2 separate regions of the Hordeum vulgare genome follow, and region 1 is linked to region 2. A link is a contact called in public Hi-C data. All regions are on one chromosome and are shown on one strand. The core of a region is the stretch at or near the end of the contact, and the rest is flanking DNA. Distances in the headings are between cores, read along the strand shown. Region 1 holds the start of LOC123398072 (transcription factor HHO6-like). Region 2 holds the start of LOC123395564 (protein misato homolog 1).

The links. A called contact is a pair of places that touch in the nucleus more often than the background predicts.
Region 1: a Hi-C map of seedling shows a contact between it and region 2, with 3 times the contacts expected there. The contact joins the promoter of LOC123398072 here to the promoter of LOC123395564 in region 2. A contact is called at or near these places in 1 of 6 Hi-C or Micro-C datasets (seedling) and 1 of 1 datasets of contacts at active chromatin or transcription factors (embryo).

The regions. Positions count from the first base shown.
Region 1 is chr5H:66,508,598-66,511,297 of MorexV3_pseudomolecules_assembly, forward strand. LOC123398072 (transcription factor HHO6-like) reads right to left here and starts at 1,377. Exons shown (of 5, transcript XM_045092581.1): 1 at 894-1,377; 2 at 558-799. The coding sequence starts at 1,146.
Region 2 is chr5H:66,192,066-66,194,765 of MorexV3_pseudomolecules_assembly, forward strand. It overlaps LOC123395564 (protein misato homolog 1), which reads right to left and starts at 1,309. Exons shown (of 9, transcript XM_045090577.1): 1 at 1,011-1,309; 2 at 828-929; 3 at 701-746; 4 at 431-509. The coding sequence starts at 1,082.

The DNA.
Region 1 (2,700 bases), core at 127-2,626, 320 kb after region 2:
CAAAATCTGGTGGATAAACTGACGTCTTCTTTTTAGAAAAGAATGACACATCAAAACCGCCCCGAAAAAAGTATGATCTGAAGATAGCAAGACAAAGCCATCTTGGAATATCTGTGATGCAAAAAATCCCTAAAATGAAAACTGCAAATGAGCTGAAAGAGCTACTTATCTTTCTTTTTTCTACTCCGATCCAAAATAAGTGTCGTGGCTTTAGTTCAAGTTTGAACTAAAACTGAACGAAAGTCAGAACAATAGCCTGCTAGCACAAAATTTCCCACTTGACGAGCTGTAAAGTTTCCTAGTTTTTCAGTGTCACATAATTTAACAACTCGCCATCATTCTTGAACATTATACAGCTTTTAGTATCTTTCGTTCTTGACATTATGCTATTCCCTCCATCCCGAATCTTAATTAAATTATCTAGTTAGCATGATTAATTAAGCACAGGTTTTAAATTAAACCCCAAAAAAATTCCACCTCGTTTTCATATTTGATATAATTTGAACTGACCCATCTCCTTTCAGTAGTGTTCCAAGGTTCTCGTCTCATGGCTCTACCTTTTGGGCGTGTTTCTTGGCGCTGTCGCCATTGCTGTTGCTGGTGCTGCTGTGGCTCCCGCAGGTCCACAGCTGCGCGGAGCTCATCCAGCTCCGCTTGTCGCTCGCGTCCGCTTCCGTCTTGACGCCCTCCGCCTTCCTCTTCGCCAGCGGTGCAGGCGACGGCGACGGCGCCGGTGCGAGCAGCTGATCCGGCGCCGGTCTCCGGTGCTGCGCCACCTCATCTTTCAGCCACTCGATCACTGCACTCAACACGACCGAAATATTAAAACCCAGCCAAACAATCCAATAAACCTGGAACACAAGCGGGGCGGAAGGACGGACGGACGGACGCACCGTCGGCGATGAGGTGGACGCTGATGGGGAGCTCGCGGCGGAAGACCTCCATCTTGGCCTTCTCGGCCTCGAGGCTCCGGGCGCAGTCCTCGAGCCTGGCCACCTTCTCCGCCGAGCTGGACCTGGCGACGGCCGCCCTTAGCGAGTCCGTCATCGTCCTGGCCGCCAGCGCCCGCAGCCGGTGGTCCTCCCCGGCCCCTCCGCCGCCGCCGAGGACGACGGCCTCCTTCTGCACCGCAGACGACGACCCCATCGCCGCCGCAGCCGGCCCAGAGCTCCCTCCCCCCGCGACGCCTCGCCCGCGCAGATCCACGACGGCGACGGAGCGGAGGAGGTGGCAGGAGTGGGAATGGGAATGAGAATGGTGGTGCCGTTTGCGTGCTGGCGCCGCGTTTATACCGGACGAGGGGACGGTTCAGGTGGCCGGGGCGGGGGGCACGACGGTCATTTCGGGATGGAATCGTCCACGAAGATACTGCCTTGCCTTCTTTCTTTCACCTCGGTTGGATTGCATTTATGGGGGCGGCAGGGGCAGGATGGTAAAAAAGCGGAGGTAGCCGGAGAAAAGAAGATGCTGCCCGCATGCGGTGTGGATGGATGCGGTTGGCAGGCGGGGGCGGAGGCAGAGGCGTTTCGTCGCGTAACACGGAAGAGGCGTCCAGATACCGCCTCCTCCCACGCGCCCGCGGTGCCCCGTCCCACGGAATCTTTTCCGCCCTTTTATGCCGTGGCCCCTACAGATACCCATAATAACGCACAGGGCCCTCCCGCGCTGTTGTTGAGAGAAGCTTTTCTTGGGTACTCGAGGAGCGTGCAATATTGGGAGAGATGGAGGGGCGGGATGACGGTTGATGGCCGGAAGATTCCCTTTGGCTGTCACGCGTATTCCGTGGTCCATTCGGCCAAGGAATCGCGGTGTCTCGGCTCGGCTCGGCTGCTGCTGCTGCTGCTGCGTGTTGAAGATCCGGGTGGTGGAGTAGGTGAGACGTAGGTATCCAGCCGGGATAAACAACGGGATAGACTAGACGCAGGGCCACGTGGCTACCGCCATTGTGTAGCTCCTATCCGAGCTTGCTACTACTAGACAAGTTGGTGCTGGCCTGCTGGATTAACCCAACAAAAGTTTCCATCGTCTCTTTTTTCCTTTCAAAATTGTACTTCAGAGTATGTACTATCATATTTTTGCAACATTATTTGTGTTGTAATTTTTTCCTGAAACAACACCCATGTTACAAAAAAAATATCCGCAGCACAATCACAGTTGTGAAAAATTCCGCAACATAACCTCCGTTGCACAAAAAATCTGCAACATAATTTATATTGTAAATTTTTCGCAACACGACCTTTGTTGCAAAGTAAATAAAATGTTCATGCCACTAGATCCAACGGCTCGTGAGAGGGCAGATCTTTAAAAAGATCCGCCAGTCGACGCGTAGATGTCCCCTTATTTCTATCGTATCTTGTAATTCAATTTAATCATGTATATTTATATATATATATATATGGCAACGAGGCTCATGCAATACATTAACAAGTCAATGAATCTCTTCTCTATTCTTGTTGCATGGTATCAGCTTAACCCCGATTCAAACCCTAGTCGTTGTCGTTGTTTCCGCACCGCGCCACGACTCGGGTAGTCGACCTCCATGATCGCCATCGGGGGCCGCATCGTCTGTATATAGAATTCGTCCGTCGGTTGTGTTGATCGGGTGTCCAAGAAAGTCTTTTTCCCGATCCTTTCATTCGGGTTTCTCTCTCTCTCTCTCGCTAGTCGCATTGATCGGTGTTTTCTTTTGGTTTTCAATCT
Region 2 (2,700 bases), core at 59-2,558:
TGTGAGAGCAGTTGGATAAGTGCATGCATCATCAGAATCTCTAAAATAACCATATTATGAGGGTAAGAGGCTAAGAGCAATTCAGTGCTCCTACAGGTTGCAAAAAAAAGGAATAGTATCAAGCAAACATATATACAGTGAAGGTTATATCCTGACATAGTGATATGTTCTTGCTTTGGCAATTTAAATATGCTCCCTCAGTTTGTTAGAGTACGACAAGTCATGGATAGCCAAAGTTACTTTCTGTTAGTCTGAATCTAGTGAATTTCTGGCCCAGTTGCACAAGCAATCCAAAACAACATTGACAAAACCCTCCTGTTTCCCTTTAGCTTGCATAAAAGACCACAACGACAACCAACTATGCATGAGGGGCATAGTTGGCAAACGAGGCATGGAGACAAATTCAGGAGAAGTTCAGAGTGTCACTTGCCATGTAGTGACATTGAGCTGGTCCGAGGCAGCGCTACTCAGACCTGGAGCGCCGGAAGAACTTAAAGAACCAAGAGACCCTGCAAACGGTATAATTATATGATGTAATGTACACAACCACTGACAAAATAACAGGCAATTTACACATTCACACAAAGGCATCCTGATACCGACACATGTAAAGAGAGTATTAAGCTTGTCGCACATTGCTATATTTAGAGTGAATCCAGCACAACAGCACATACAAAAATTAAGAACGGAAGTAAATTACCTCGAGAACCAATGGATACCAAACGGGGGCAGTAGGTGGAGACGCCCTGACGAAATTAAGCAGTGTGACTAAGACGAACCGATGGAAATGATGCATGGTTTAAGATAAGCTCTTGGCCTGGCTCTACCTGGAGCGTCTCGCCGGTGCGGTACAGGACGTCCATGTCGAGCGGCGCGGTCCTGAAGGCGGCGTCTGCGGCGGGGTCGTCGGCGAGCCCGAGGAGCTCATCCTGAAGAGCAGGCAAAGAGACGGGGATTGAGTGCTTGTCGTCCCGAAGAGGGTAGGGTTTAGGGTGTCGCGGAGGCAGTACCTGGAAGTTCCAGAAGTGGGAGCCGACGAAGTTGGCGAAGCCGCCGACCTGCACCGTCACCACCTCCCTCATCTCTCCCGGTGCCTCACGGGGACTGCGTGGCGGCCGTGGCCGAGCAACCAGTTTCTGTCGCCGCCGCCGGAGAGGAAGGAGATGAAGAAGCGGCTCGCTCGCGCTGTAACGATTTTAGGTAGTGGGCTGGTTGGCGGCGGCGGCGGCGGCGGCGGCGGCGGTGGGCTCGTCGGCGGGGTGAGGCGGCGGAAGGGGGTTTGGGGGGCGTGGACTGCTCGACGGGGAGCTCCACACGGTTCAGTCTGGTGCCGGGCTGAACATGGGCCCAGGGCTAGAACGTGGGCCTCTAGTACGCCATCAGCCTATCTGCTAAGGTCGAAACCATTCGGATTATATAATTCAAATTTTATAATTTATTATGTCTTTAAACAGGACATATTATATTGTAGAGTATGAAAACTGAATGAATAAATTATTAAAAACTCACAATCTACTCTAATCCAGCTAAAATTAGATTATCTCTCCCTAATAATAAAGCAATTAGGGTTTCTGGTCGTCCGTCATGGCTTTTTTGTGAAAAAGTCCCTCCGTTTTCGAGCATTCAAACCGTAGTCCCTGATTAAGTGGATATGTGGAAAAACGTTTTAGATTTGCAAGAAAGCCCCTACATCTGTAAAATTTTCAGTCGAAATCCTTTGTTTGATCTTATCCTCTTCCAGCCGCGTTGGAGCAGGAGAAGGTGAGTGGTAGATCGCGTCCGCCCCTCCCCGCAGATCCGGCGGCGACGGCGAAGGATGAGAAGGCGGTCGTCGTGCACGCGCGGGAGGATGGAAGACACCTTGCCGGGGCGCGTGCTCGGGTGAGGGGTGACGTGCTTGTCGGCGGCGGAGACGGCTACGGCCGTGCTGGAGGATGAGAAGGCGGTCGCTGTCTCGCACGGGAGGATGGAGGACGCCTCGTCAGGGCGCGTGCTCGGGTGATGAAGACTGCTGCGTTGATTGCTTTGGCGACTGCTTGTCCGCGCCTGTACCATGTGCTTGTGCAAGAGACACCGGGGATGAATATGCATACACACCGGGGAGGAGGAGGAGGGGGAGGGGAGGGAGGGAGGAGGAGGCCATTCTCGCATCAGCGAGGGGAGGAGGAGGAGGGGGAGGGGAGGGAGGGAGGAGGAGGAGGGGGCAACCCGTTGCCGGGCAACCCGGACAACCTCACCGCCGCCGCGCTCGAGGAGGCCGCGGGAAGCACGCAGAGCCACGTCGTTGTCGGCCGCCACGGGATTCGGATCCGCCCCTGGCCGCACCCCGACCCCGTCGAGGTCATGCGGGCGCACCGGATCGTGGAGCGCGTGCAAGAGGAGCAGCACTGCTGGTACGGTGTCAGGAAGCCGCGCCAGGTGCTCGTCGTCACCCCGATCGACTCGCGCGCCTTCTAGGCGCTCCACCTCACCAGCCTCCTCCACTCGCTCTGCAACGTGCCGTACCCGCTCACCTGGATCGTCCTCGAGGCCGCCCGCGTCACCAACGCCACCGCGGCCCTCCTCGCGGGCTCCCCTGTGCGTGTGCGAGATGGGCCAAGCCGGCACACACGGCAAAGGGCGACCGAGGTTGCGGCTCTGACGCGGGAGCCGTGGAGCTGGAGGCGGAGCTGCGGCAGCTCGTAATGGACGGCCGCGTCA